2 separate regions of the Danio rerio genome follow, and region 2 is linked to region 1. Evidence: chromatin contacts called from public Hi-C data. All regions are on one chromosome and are shown on one strand. Each heading gives the region's core, a stretch centred on a gene start, on an enhancer-like site or on the middle of the called end of the contact. The rest is flanking DNA. Distances are from core to core; before and after follow the strand shown.

The links. Hi-C and Micro-C count contacts between places; a contact is called where the count stands out from the background.
Region 2: a contact with region 1 is called in a Hi-C map of hematopoietic stem cells, with 4 times the contacts expected there. The contact joins the promoter of si:dkey-56e3.3 here to the promoter of dtx4b in region 1. A contact is called at or near these places in 1 of 18 Hi-C or Micro-C datasets (hematopoietic stem cells) and 1 of 4 datasets of contacts at active chromatin or transcription factors (embryo).

The regions. Positions count from the first base shown.
Region 1 is chr1:44,583,354-44,590,546 of GRCz12tu, forward strand. dtx4b (deltex 4, E3 ubiquitin ligase b) reads left to right here and starts at 5,117. Exons shown (of 9, transcript XM_002660524.7): 1 at 5,117-5,422; 2 at 5,627-5,841. The coding sequence starts at 5,421. trnak-cuu (transfer RNA lysine (anticodon CUU)) reads left to right here and starts at 577; the gene lies at 577-649.
Region 2 is chr1:44,826,095-44,833,277 of GRCz12tu, forward strand. It overlaps si:dkey-56e3.3, which reads left to right and starts at 5,766. Exons shown (of 8, transcript XR_012407403.1): 1 at 5,766-6,131; 2 at 6,291-6,400. wu:fc34e06 reads left to right here. Exons shown (of 131, transcript XM_073953148.1): 130 at 2,179-2,413; 131 at 2,581-3,126. The coding sequence ends at 2,676.

The sequences.
Region 1 (7,193 bases), core at 3,867-6,366:
TGTCTGTTTTATAGCTAGTCTGTTTTTGATGCAATATTAAACGTCTACTCGATTTTTACAATTTTAACAGCCCAAATTTCGTCTTAATTTGGCCTTGACGTCTATTTTTAGACGTCTTTTAAACAGAAAATGCATGCTTGGTTATTATGGCAAAGTCTTGAATTCAGCACGTGTCAAAATGTTTCAAAATTGGTCAAATACAGGATGGAAAATAGACAGTTTCTATATCATGCTGTTTTTGATGCATATATATCATAAGATATGATAAACGAATGAATAATAAGAAGGATAAATGAAGACCCACTTACGATTTGTCGGTCTTCTGGTTCTGATGTAGAATGTCCGTGAATTGTAATACTCACTGTGAACAGCAGGTGGTGTGCGAGGACAATAAAAGCAGAGCTCATCGGTATCTGAGCTATATTAGCAGGTTTGTCTGTTTAAAACGTCTGCTATGTTGTATGTACTTTAGAAATCGCGATTAAGTGATGAAAAATTTTTTTAAATAATGATTGTTAACTCGTGTGTTGTCTGTCACTTCTTTCAACCTGCCGTGCCTTCAAGTCAAGAGTAGTTGCCCGGCTAGCTCAGTCGGTAGAGCATGAGACTCTTAATCTCAGGGTCGTGGGTTCGAGCCCCACGTTGGGCGCAGAACACTTTTTTTCATTGAGCAACTGGTGGTTTTCATTGTGATTGGCGGTGCCTTCCTCTGCTTCATAGGTCAAAACCAATGTCAAGAGCAAACCTACGCTCCTGAGTGATAGTTCATTTATCAAAGGATGTCCTGGGTGAGTGTGTTTCCTAGACTGTATTTTTGTCCCAGCTAGTCCACCCCTGTATAGGGGGTAGAATAAAAAAAATTAGTTAACTATACCTTAAATATATTTCCAATAAAAAAAGAATAGCACTGTGGATTGTTTATTTTGTTGTATTTAAATGTTTGTTTTGGTTTGTACTGCAGTACTGCTGAACGCAAGACCTTCTAGAGGACAGCATGAAGACAGCCTGAAAGAATTCCGGTGTATTACTTTAGTTAGGTTTTGGAGTATGCTGTGCTAGACTACTCAACAGAGACTTTCCAAGCTGTTAGAGCAAACATCTCTGATCATCGAACCCCTCTCTGAAATAATATATCCACAATCAGATCCCTAAAAACCACATGTAGAAAGCACACTCTTTTACCTCTATGACACTTTAACAGACTTTAACTGATCATCGAACCCCTCTCTGAAATAATATATCCACAATCAGATCCCTAAAAACCACATGTAGAAAGCACACTCTTTTACCTCTATGACACTTTAACAGACACCGGTATGCACATTTGCACTTTCATAAAACATGCCATATCTCTATAAACAAAACATTATGCATTTCTGAGCATGCTTCACACAAGTAAGTGGGGCTGACAAATCTCTCTCTCTCTCTCTCTCTCTCTCTCTCTCTCTCTCTCTCTCTCTGTCTCTCTCTCTTTCTCTCTCTCTCTCTCTCTCTTTCACTCCTCTCCGAGTACATGGTAAAGTTTTTCTGAGTCATTTAAATAAAAAAAATGAATTGATCAATGTTTCAAATTGAGGGCAAAATATTTCTCTAGTCGTGGTGTATTGTGGGCAGAATTTATTGATAAATAATTTGCCAACTGTGTGGTTCTGTTTAGGGCCGAAAAACATTGAAGTTTAGTTTGGAGGTTGAATTCTGTTTTTAGTTTTTCATCATAATTCTATTTTAATGTTTTGTCAATTTGTTTGTGAAGGTTTTGTTTGGGGACGGGTTCGGTTTGAGTTTTCTTCAGTAGTTCTGATATGAGTGTGTTAAGAGGATGAGACACTGTAGGTTTTTCATTCGCCAGAAGGGCTTTTTATTGAACAGACTGGGTGTCAGAATGATGCAGGTGCTGCCAGAACTTAACAGCTCGTTTCTGAATTTCCAGGTTTAGCGAGTATAAACCCAGTTCAGCCCTGCAGGCAATGTTAGAGGTGTGTCTCTCTCTCTCCTCTCTCTCTCTCTCTCTCTCTCTCTCTCTCTCTCTCTCTCTCCCCGTATGCACTGGACACTTTATTTAAACTCCACCTTACAAGGACTCAATAAGGAAAACAATGTTCGCTTGTGAATGTACCACAAATCACATTCCACTAATCGTTTTTTATAAACCTTAAATACCACCTTTGCACAATGTCTTGCATGATATTGGTATGTCTTATAAAAAAAGTTTGTATAATCTGTCTTAGGTTATGTCTAGGCCCACACGGAATCTGTGCGTGCAAAAATCTGCAGATTTTTAGCCCATCATTTATTTACTTGTGTATTTAATATTGGAATTATTAAAATTGTTATTATATTATAATATTGTTAATATTATTGACTAATATGAAAATGTTTGTATGATTTATTTACAATACAGGTTGTAAAGTAATATTTTCTGTCTTTTAGATGATATATTATATGAGAGACTTGTTTTGTTTATCAAATAAGTGGATCTAATTGTATTTGCATTGTAAACATTAAATACAAGTTAAAAATGTATTGTTTTTATTTAAAATATTAAGTTATTAGTTGTGATAATCCCAAAATAATTCAGCATAAATCTGTTCATTTTTTACAAAATTCTCTGCAGAAATAGCAAAAAATGTCATCTGATTCCGTCTGACCTCAGTTATGTCTACAGTTTAAGTATGTATAGCAAATGCAGAATTAGTAGATGGTCAGGTTACCACTCTGGTATATCTATACTGTAGGTTTAAGATAGGTCTTTCGTGCAGTGTTGTGTACATAATATAGTTATATTTATGCCTATTTATATGTCATATGTGACACAACATTTCGTCCCATTGTATGTTCACACATGCAGCGAGATAACAATAAAACTTAATCTGACTTGATTTAAGAGTAACAACAGCCTAATCTGTAATGTTGGATTCAATCTAGACCTTTTTTTTGTATGACTTTAAATAGTTAGTCTAATTAATGTATTCAATTGAACACAGCTCCTGAACTAGATCAATGGCATTGACTTCCTTGACATGTTTCTATGTATTAAATATTTATATTACATTATAACATAATTTGTATTGTTAACATTTGGATGTTTCAGTGCATATTTTTTTAATGGAAATTTGATTGTGTTTTTTCCCCAGAAATTAAAATATAGGCTGCACGGTGGCACAGTGGGTAGTGCTATCACCTCACAGCAAGAATGTCGCTGGTTCGAGCCTCGGCTGGGTCAGTTGGCGTTTCTGTGTGGAGTTTACATGTTCTCTGTGTTGGCACTTTTCTCCAGATGCTCCGGTTTCCCCCACAGTCTACAAGCATGGTGTATAGCTGAATTGGGTAAGCTAAATTGTCCATAGTGTATGTGTGTGAATGAGATTGTATGGGTGTTTCCCAATAAGGGTTGCACCTGGAAGGGTATCTACTGTGTAAAACATATGGTGGATAAGTTTGGGGTTCATTCCTCTGTGGCAACCCCAGATTAAGAAAATGAATGAAAGAATTTATTAATATATTTGGCCAATTAACTGTTAGCCTGAGCCATTAACATGACATGCAGTAATCTATTGTAGTTGTGGTTTTATGTAACATGTATATATTTTAAATAGAGTTCTTATTTCTCATATATTTTGTATTCTATTAAGGAAAATACAATAATTTAGCAGATTACAACATATCTGAAGGAAACCACTGTGAACAACATTGACTTTTTATATATAGTCAATCAAGTTAAGGCTAGCTTCTCTTGCAGTCACAGTCAGTGTGTAGCCAAATTATCTACTTAAGGTATTGCTTTCTTCTTTCTTTTGCAGCACAAGCCATCATATTGTTGATTGCTTGTCTGCAATATACATGAAAAAACATGACCAACCAAACAGGTTTTATTCTGGGTGTATTAAAAATCAGTGATGTCTGATTTGTTCATTCCTTTGAATCATATCTTTTAAATGAATCATTTGAACAGCTCGCAGTCTGAAGGAATTGTTCATGAATTCTGAATCAGACTCGTCCAATTATTGAACCAAGGGCTGTTTTCTGATTTCCGAACACTAGGCTACAGCAAAATGATACTCCTCCATTACAAACAATTTAATAACATTATATCCTCATATATTATGTATGATGTATAATATTGCCTAGTCATATTAAAGATGATTTATTTAGAAAGATATTTTTGAATGTATCATAGTGATGACATACAGACATAGGCCTACATGCACACACATATATGCATATTTGAATAACAAAAATCCAAATAGGCCTATATACTTAATTGACATAAAAACTATTATGATACTGTGAAGTCATACTTATTTTGTCAAATACTGTTTTTTTTCTTTTTTATCTAAGTAGTATGCAGTTTCAGATGAAGCCAGTTGATGTTTCTGAATTATATACTTAGTTTGTGATCAAATGTGATCAGAGTAGTATGAACCAATCCTAGTAGGTCTGTTTACAAAACACAAGCATGTATTCAATGGACACTATACTCATTCACATACCCATATTCATCTTAATTATAAATTATTAATATTATTTGTAGTGTCATCATGTCATTTTCATCCTCTTATCAGGGGCCGGGTCGTGGGGGCAGCAGTCTTAGAAGAGAACTCCAGACTGCGCTTTCCTCAGATACTTCCTCCAGCTCCTCCGGGGAGAGGGGCGTTCCCAAGCCAGCCGAAAGACATGCCAAGGGTCTTCCCAGAGGCCTGCTCCCGGTGAGACATGTCTGGAACACCTTCCTAGGTAGGCGTCCTAGAGGCATCAGAAACAGATGCCAGATCCACCTCAGCTGACTTCTCTCAATGTGGAGGAGCAGCAGCTACTCCGAGCTTCTCCCGTGGACAGATCTCCTCACCCAAATAATCACTTAATTAATTAAATAATGTTTTATTTCCACATCTGAAAATAATAATAATAAAAAAAACGTGTTATACAAAAATAAAACCAATTCACCTGCATTATGTTTGCCTAAGCTATTTCGGATTCACTCTTGAGGGGTTCAACTGTTCAGAAGAATCGATTCTGAGAAATGATTCCTTTCAGCCTTCGTAAGGCATTACTCACGCTCACATTAATGCTGGGGAGGAGGAGGAGGAGGTGGTGTTGGGTGTCACTTTTTCAAGTCAGTGCGACGCACACAAAACCACCAGCGGTTCACCAGAGAAGAATTACCGGAGAAGTCTACATGATTTTCGAGAAATCACAATCGGAAATCCTCGTGCCTGAAGGAACCACTGAGAAGGAGAAGAAGCACAAACTGAGCTAACACAGCCAAAGCCGAATGTGTAGAATAAGGAAGAGGAATATTCGTCTGTTGACTGTTTGTTGACACTCGTGAGGAGTTGTCGGGATCTCTTACGTCCAGACATGGGGAGACGGAGATTTCTTTCCTGATTCTGCGGTCTCTCGCGTAAGCGATTCCTACGTAAATGTGAGTGAACCTGCAATTTATTACTTATAAATGCAAGGAATCAGAATATACACGCTCCATACACATCCTCGTGTGTGTCTATCGATCGATGTTACACAGGCAGGCGTCACGAAACATTACACGAGCAAAATCGGTCCTCCTGCGTTCACAAAATCGGTTGTTGAATTGAAGTGATGCCTAACTAGTTTTCTGATGCGCTTGTAGGGACACGATGTTGCTGGCTTCCGCCGTGGTGGTCTGGGAATGGCTGAACGAGCACGGGCGCTGGCGGCCCTACAGCCCGGCCGTGTCTCACCACATCGAGGAGGTGATAAGAAGCGATCCCCGCGGCGGCAGCGTCGTCCTAGGCCAAGCTGACAGCCGCCTGTCGCCCTACATCATTGATCTCCAGTCCATGCATCAGTTCAGACAGGACACCGGTAAGATGGAGATCAGCAGCGCATCAGTCTACCTGTGGCAAGCCAATCTAGCATTTATTCTGCAGAACCAATAGATTCTGTCTCTGCTATGTTCCTGCCTTATTGATGTATTATTGAACATTAATGACTATGTCATGAGTTGAAGCACCTTATTAGAGAGTTATTTTTATTTATTATGGAATATAAATGAGCCGTTCTGGGTAGTGCTTGTATGTTGAGTCAAGAAAAACAAGTTAACAGTTGAAATGGACTCTGGTTCCTTACAGACTGTTACTGTTAAATGAGATTGGAATATATGATATATGACATGATTATGATTTAATAGATCTTTCTCACATAAGTTTCTGAGGAAGTTACTGTTAGAGAAGCTGTGGAGATGATGTTGAAAACACCTCATGCACGAGCATCATGCATGCTTGAGTTTATATGTAGTAAACGTGCTATTCAGTCACACAGATATTCTTTTTGCAATACTTTTTATTTATTCATAGAAAATCTGCAGAATCATATTTCACAATAAAGCTAATTCTGTATTAATTATTCAATTGTACAGTTCTGTTGTAAAACTAAAGATACGTAAAGATACCTTTAGAAAACTAAAGGTACTGTCAGTTACTCTGTTTTCCATTGCATTCTGGATAATTAGTAATTGAAATGCAGATATTAGCAACAGATAGTTAGGTTTGTGGATTTAAAATACATAGTGTTAAAATATTTTTTTTTATCAGTTATAGATTTGTTTTAATCACACCTGAGAGGCTCTTCATCATGTTAGGATGTCTTAACAGTTTTTCTACACATCACAGTGCAAGAGCATGTTCCTTCATAATGCAATTATATAATGAGATTTTGCCAATATTGTGACTGCGAACTTTACCACTTAACTTTACCTGTTACATCAGCATGTAAACCTAACTGTGCACAGTTAGTTATGTTATAGAGTTTGAGAATAGTGTGTACAATAATAACCAGCATCAATGTATGAACACATGAGTGTTAGTGAGAGCTGTTATTAATTAGTGTTAAACAGTTATTGTTATAATTATGAGCTGTGTTTTACTATTAATTAGTTAAGTGTCATAACAAAGTATAGTTTAAGTACTGCCAAATCCCTTTATGAATGTGCAATAAGGCTGCATGAAAATGTAGTCTTGAATTATGTCCACTTTCTGCTTGTGCAGCTGTTGTTTTGAATTCAATGTCAGAAAAATGTGTTCAGAGATATAAACCACACTTAACATATCTTTTATTATACAGCAAAATAAGAGTTTAAAAACTAAATTTTAGCATAACCATACAAAATGTGGCATTATAGTATATAAAGATTAAATGATGCCAAGCTGGTTAAAAAT
Region 2 (7,183 bases), core at 4,516-7,015, 240 kb after region 1:
TTGTTCACGTTATTACATCCATTTGTGTTGATATGACAGCAAACGCATGCTGAGAAGTTCGGGGGGCGTGGTTGATTTTACATAAAGCGTTTGGTTGGAAGCTCGACTCCGCTCATTTTCGCGGCTCCTCCTCTGGCTCCATCAGACAGTCCTTCTGCGCATGTCAAGGCTCCAATTTCAGCAGTCTTTTGCGACAGTTTGTGCCCGTCAAGCAGGCGTTTTGCCCTCAAGGCGTTCAATGGGAAAAAGGGCTGTCGCGTCGTCCATATTTTTTACAGTCATTGGTAAAGATGTAGTGTGAATGCAGGTCATCGGGGGAGAGGGGAGGGGGACAACCGCGCTTCTGTACGGTTTAAGGCAACCAGGCCTATAGTCTATATAGCCTATAGTACGCCCTTAGATTGAGTGAATGAGATATTTAATATAATTCACCAGAGAATCCTATTTTGTGTGATTCTCATTAAACTAGACAACAAAGTCTGACAGAGTTGTATTGTGCTGTATTTTGAAGCCATAGTATACATGTAAATACAGTCAGAAAGTAGTATCAACCAGTAAACAGATTACGTTAATAAAGTGTACTGTATTGCTATTATCTCACTTCAGATAAATATTAGTAAGAGCTGAATGATAAAACAGTTTAGAAACGTGTATTAAACACAATACAAATTTCTCAATAAACATGATAAATGAACAAAAGCTACACTTCAGCTTACCTTATGCCTCTTAGGTGGAGCTGAATACATTTGTAATCTGCATTTCCCGCCTCGTTTTGCGTTCTGAAGAACTAAAAGGGACGACCGTTTGAGTCGTTGCTTAGTAACACATAAAAAAAACTGCTGTATTTGCGGCGCCACTCGTTTTCAAAATACGAGTCCCACATACAAAGTTGGTTTAATACAAATTTTCAGACACTTATAAATGAAGGGAGGAAAATCATTGATGTTGTAATCTTCAAATGCTCAAGACGTAGAGATGAGTAGAATGTGACCTAAAATACATGTATGGGCAGTGTTCAAATTTAACCTAGTTACTTTAGCTGTCATAATTTTAACTATACAGCAGGGAACACCAGCAGTCACAGAACTACAACATAACCCGATCCCATCGAAACACTACCCTCTCTCACACACACACTGCACTTAATGTTGTGTAGATTACACTACCTATTAGAGTATGTTTTTACTTTCGAAATGGGGTGTAAATTCATCCTATTTGACGTTTTAAATTCTTTTGAACATAATCAGGTGCTGCCTGTCATGGAGACAATGCTTCAATGTTTGTTCTTGCTGTCATTTGTGCTATACACTGGTCACTACTAAGTAGTGTAGATAAGTGTTAAATAAGTTCCACATAAAATTTACGTTTCAAAACGACCCAAATTTTGTCATCCCGCTGCCAAATTATTACCCACATCAAATTCAAAACTGCCCAATCTGACAACACTAAGCATGGGCTGTAAATAATGTAAGTCGGTCTTGTTCTAAATGACCTGCTTTTCACTGGTGTTTTACACCAGGAATTTACATGAGAAGAGGAAATAATTGTGTTTGAGGCTCATGGTATAAATAATTTCCATGTTCTGAACTTGACTATTAATTGACCTTGCCCATATTCCCAGGTTTTCTTTAAATGGTACATTCAATTTGAATATAAATGCATTACCTTTATATACCTAAAGATGTTAGGTGACCACATTTTATTTTAATGAATATAACTGTTTAAAAAAAATTTACCAAAATATATTGTTTACATACTGAGAAAAATATTTATTTACAAAGAGGTATACTCATTTATGCTGTGCACTTTTATACAGGCGCATTATATAGCGCCAGAAAAGGCAGATGAAATTTACCTTTGTAGCTAGCAAATTCTGGTACAGTTCTTTGATTGTCCTTGTCAAACTTTCAATTCAATTCACTTTTATTTGTATAGTCCTTTTACAATGTAGAAATGAAGATTTTTTTTTTTTTCAGTAATTTTTAGATTTGTGTGTTTTCAGGTCTCTAAAGCAGTTGTTAGGTAAAAAGTAGGGTCAAACTGCATAAAACATTTTCTGCACGATGAATGATTTTAAGAAATCTGCATTTTTAAGTGGTCTTTCCCATGCATCAATAAATAAATATATATTAATATTTATTTTAATAGATTTTTGTTTGTGTTTTAATCTATTCACAGGGATGTTTTTCCTACGGTGATTGAGGCCAATGTTACATATTTGTTCACACCACAAGACAGCAATGGCTCTGCGGGTGTTTTAGTCAGCAGTCTTTACTTACCTTTCCCCACACCAACTCCAACCCTCTTTAACACTACAGTCGCAGGCAACAGCACAAATGCAGCATGGGTTGTGGCTATCATTGTACCCTGCGCTATTGTCATTATGCTTGTACCTTGTTGGATTCTCCTTTGCGTAAGTATTATGATGACTCAATGTCAAAATTGTGCATTGCGGAAGAGATTAATAATGAAATGTTCTTTCCTTAATCTGCCTATTAAATGTGATTTATAATTGGGACTATGATTATGCACAGCTAATTACAAGTGTTTTACACCTACTTTATCTGTTTATGTCCTCAGTGTTTGCTGTGTGGTTGCTGTGCAGCAATCAGAAGACGCTGGCACAGGAGACGGTCTTACAATGTACAGTACACCACTCGAAACAGCCTCTTCTAAAGAGTTCAGAGATATTTAATGACTAAAACCGGACTGAACAACTATCAGAAATCATAATTTAATCTTTGGATTTTGGGTATTCATTGTGTGATATTTTTTTTGTTGCTTTTATGAATGTACTTTTATGAATTATTTAATTTATTTTGCCTGTATTATTAGGCAGACAGGATCTGCATAAAATGTTCCTAAATGTGATGTTTTCATACTTTCTCTGTAGTGTATTATGAAATTGTGTTGTTATTTATTTTTATTTATTTATAATAATCTGCAGAGTTTACAGTTAATGATTTTAATATACTTCATATGACAAAACACCTTTAATAGGGAGAAGGGTAGAATATTTTTAAATGAAATATTTATTTATTCATACTCCATGCACTTTATAGATGTAATACAAATGTTGTTTTAATCTGTGAAAAATGTAATAAAACAAATTAATAATTAAATCAATATAAAATGTTTGTGTTTCTGTTCATAATATCACCATAAAGTTTGCTTATGATTGTTGTTAATCTTGTACATCAATTTATGCATCATTGAAGAAGTTTTTCTTAGTTCTGTTACATTTAAACTTTTTTTTTCTCTGTTCATGCAATGTTTCTCTTGTACTAAAAATCTATCCATTTTATTATTGTTTGACTGAACAGGGTAAAATAAAAAGCTTTATAAGACATGTGAAGGCAAGTGTGCCTAGGGTCAATTGCATACTTGGCATTTGTTCTTCATAGGCATACTTAGTTTACAATACATTGCTAGTATTGAATCAAGTTTATAACTTGAGACATGCTTTTACTTAAAAATGCTGGAACTTTAAGTGCTGGTCAGGATCAGCATATGACTAGCAAAATCAAAACATACAGTACCAGTATACTTTTCCATAGAGACATCAGAAATTACTTGGCAACAACAAGAATGTAAATACATTTTCATCATGTTTTAGGAATTTTAAGTGGCATAAAACCCATTATATAATACATAGGCCTAAACAAACCTTCAAATATAAATGTAAATCTGCAAATTATAGAGCATAAGAAAAATCTATTAATAAAATAAGAGAAAACCCAGATTAAATAAGAACATGCATTAAAAAAAAACAACAACAAAGAATCAACATTCATTCATTCATTTTCTTTTCGGCTTAGTCCCTTTGTTAATCAGGGGTCGACACAGCGGAATGAACCGCCAGCTTATCCAGCATATGTTTTACATAGTGGTTCCACCTCCAGCCACAACCCAACACTGGGATTTATCCATAGACACTCTTTCACACACATACACTATGGCCAATTTAGTTCATTCAAATCACCTATAGAGCATGTCTTTGAACTGGGGGAAACCTGAATCCCTGGAGGAAACCCACTCAATCATAAGGAGAACATGCAAACTCCACACAGAAGTGCCAACTGACCCAGATGGAACTTGAACCAGTGACCTTCTTCTTGTGAGACGATCGTAATACCCACTGTGCCACTACGACACCAAAAATTAATTTAAAAAATACAATTTTATCAATATTTAGTAATAAAAAAAACGAAATGATAATAAATAAAAATAATAAAAATCAAAAGTGATTGCTGATTAAAAACCTGCATAAGCAAAAAAAAAAAAATGTTGAAGAAAAGCACTTTATGTAAATGTTGATCTATTAATACTTTCACTTCAAACACAGAAAAGCCTGGTCACTTCTTTTTTTGGTTGCAAAATTATTAAAAAGTCTTAAAATTATTAAAAAATTAACCACTTTATTCACTTAATTGTGAAATGGTGCTAAAGTAAATTTTGCTAATATGGCTAATCTTCAAAAAATGAGTTCCAATTTTGTCCACTGTTATTTAAATCAAGAAGACTAGAAAATGGCTTAGTTGAAACAAGCTGTTAAAAATAATGACATTAGTCTAAATGTAAGTAGTAAGAGTGAAATCAAGAGTTTTATTAAGAAAAGAATAAAGAAAAGGTGACAAAAATATATTGGTTGATGAGAAAGAGGGCTGGTGGTTTTACAGAATTCAAAAGAAAGTAGAAGAAATGAGAAGTGTAGGGAAAAAGGGGGAGAGGAGATCATAATACCAATAGGGTAAGATTTGGACACAAAATTAAATAGCATACTTTTTAAAATGGGCAAACATGGTATAGGAGTTTATGAGTTTATGGATAAGAAGAAACAGTTGAACACAGGCTCGTAGTCAGCCTATTAAAAGGGGTGGTCCTTTGTTCTTATAAAGTGGACCTTTTTGCAGTTATTGGAGGTTTAAATACTGCATTTTAGTGACATTTTAAGCTGTAATTTGTGCTGGAATAGCCTGTCGCATGGTTGTCATTACCACATTTTTTGATGGAACAAAAATACTACCTACATTTTTGTCAAAGTGTTTATCATACTATTTTTTGTTTACAAAAATGTATGTTTATTTACAAATGTGCATTTAAACTGTAAGTTATTACAGTTTTATACTTAATGTAATGAGATTAAAATTTTAGAACTATGAAAAAATACTTTAATAATATTTTAAATGCTAATTTATTATCAGCCATTAAAAAAACAAACAAATAGCAACAACAAAATTAGGACTCTATTAAAATTCGTTTTAAATAAAAAATCTAGCCTATGGGCAAATAAAAAACCGTACAGCTCATTTCCTCAGTCGGAATTTGTCCATTCAAGTAATAAACGGCTAATGTTATTTGTTATTGTTATTTGTTATTCTTCTCAAAGCCTCCATTAATCAACAACTCATCTATTGGTTATTTTCACTGTCAAAAATGAAACAAACAAGCTCGTAAGGGCCAAATTCTGAACTTTGTCAGAAGGAGGGTGGGCCTTTCGAGATAAAAGTTTTAAATTAAGTAACATTCTTCAAAATAACTCCTGAAATAAATGCTATACCTTTTTTATTGCTGATTAATTTTATTATCTTAAATATACTCATTTGTGGGAGAGAATTTTATAAAAGAAATGGGTAGGTGAGAGTGAGGAGGGTAAAGTCATAAATATCCAAACTCCATACCAGTTGGTGGCGGAAACACAGAATTCTGTTGTTTGTCAACCGCCAATAAATTGAAGAAGAAGAAGTGGAACGCAGGTTGAATGAGAACTTTTATCTTAAAATAGCACAAGCGGATGTTGTTGACACACGGGACAGCAGCTTCCCGTACACACACATTTTCATTTGGACGGATTTGTTTTAACACAATGGCGAATATTATAACGTTCCAAACGCAAATCACGTCAGTTATTGAAGTTCTCGCAAACGCCGCTGTGGCAGAAATCTGCAAACTTGTTGAGGACAGCTATGCCGATTTACAGCTTGAAATATCTCAAACGCAAAAGGAAAATAGCCTGCTTAAAAAGAGATTGAAAATGATAGAAATCCGGGATTCGTTTTATCGAAGGGCAAATAAACTGAGGAACGAGTCGACTGCCTTAAACAAAACTAGTGTTCGCGAAAAACAGTCAGGTAAGTTAAAGGTGGTAACGTTGGTAATGGTCATGTAGGCTAGTTAGCCACTAACGTTACTGACTTGTTTCGAACCAACTCTAATAACATTCAAAACTATGGTTATAACGTGCTTATTACTCGTGGTGAAGGAAGGCATTGTGTTTTTCTTTTCTTCAGGACGAATCAGCGTAAAAGTGTCTTCTGTGTGTTCTGGTGCTAATCATGAAGAAGGACATGTTCGCTCTTCAAACTCCTCAGTTTTACAACAACAACAAAGGCTTGACCAGGTCTGCACAACCAACACCTGGAACTGATTATATACAGTCAGATTATTTATGTACATTTACTCTTAGCAATTTATTTCTTACCAGTTTCTTATTAGGTGTGAGTTTAAGTAAATTTTTTTATATATGAGCAATTCCATGCAAATGTCAACCTTGCATGAAAAAAGTTTTTACCAAAATAGTATTTACTGTACTTTACAAATACTCAAAATGTCTCTTTCAGTGTTTTCAAATAATTATAGTAGATTGACCAAAATCACACAAGTGGCAATTTCACATCTGTCACATCCATTACAGAGAGGTTTTTCCTTGTAAATGCAAGATTGTCAAATAAGTAAAATCAGTCCTTTTTGTTTTTAAAGAGACAGCTCTTATTCTTTTGATTAGCATTATTTATTTTGGGTTGGTCACTTTAATTCACAGAATTTCTAGAAAGTATACCGTATACTGTAAACTTGCTAACTTTTTTGTCACGTCCATAAAGCATGTTTATTTTCCTCATTTAAATAATTTTTTTTTTATAAATTGATATTTTTCTGACCTCAGTAGTCTGTGGTTAGTAGTTTTGCAAAATATAAACTTTTCAATATAATGTTAACGTATACTTTCTCTTTGAATTTATGTTTTTACTGCAAATGTCACATCTATAACACTGGAATTGCACATTTGTTTTATTCTGTTATGGTTTCATAACATTTCTTTTTGAATAAATTTATTTTTAGACATCAAAACCATTGATTTACTTCCAAAGAGTTTATAAGTGAACATTTGGTGGTAAGGCCATAA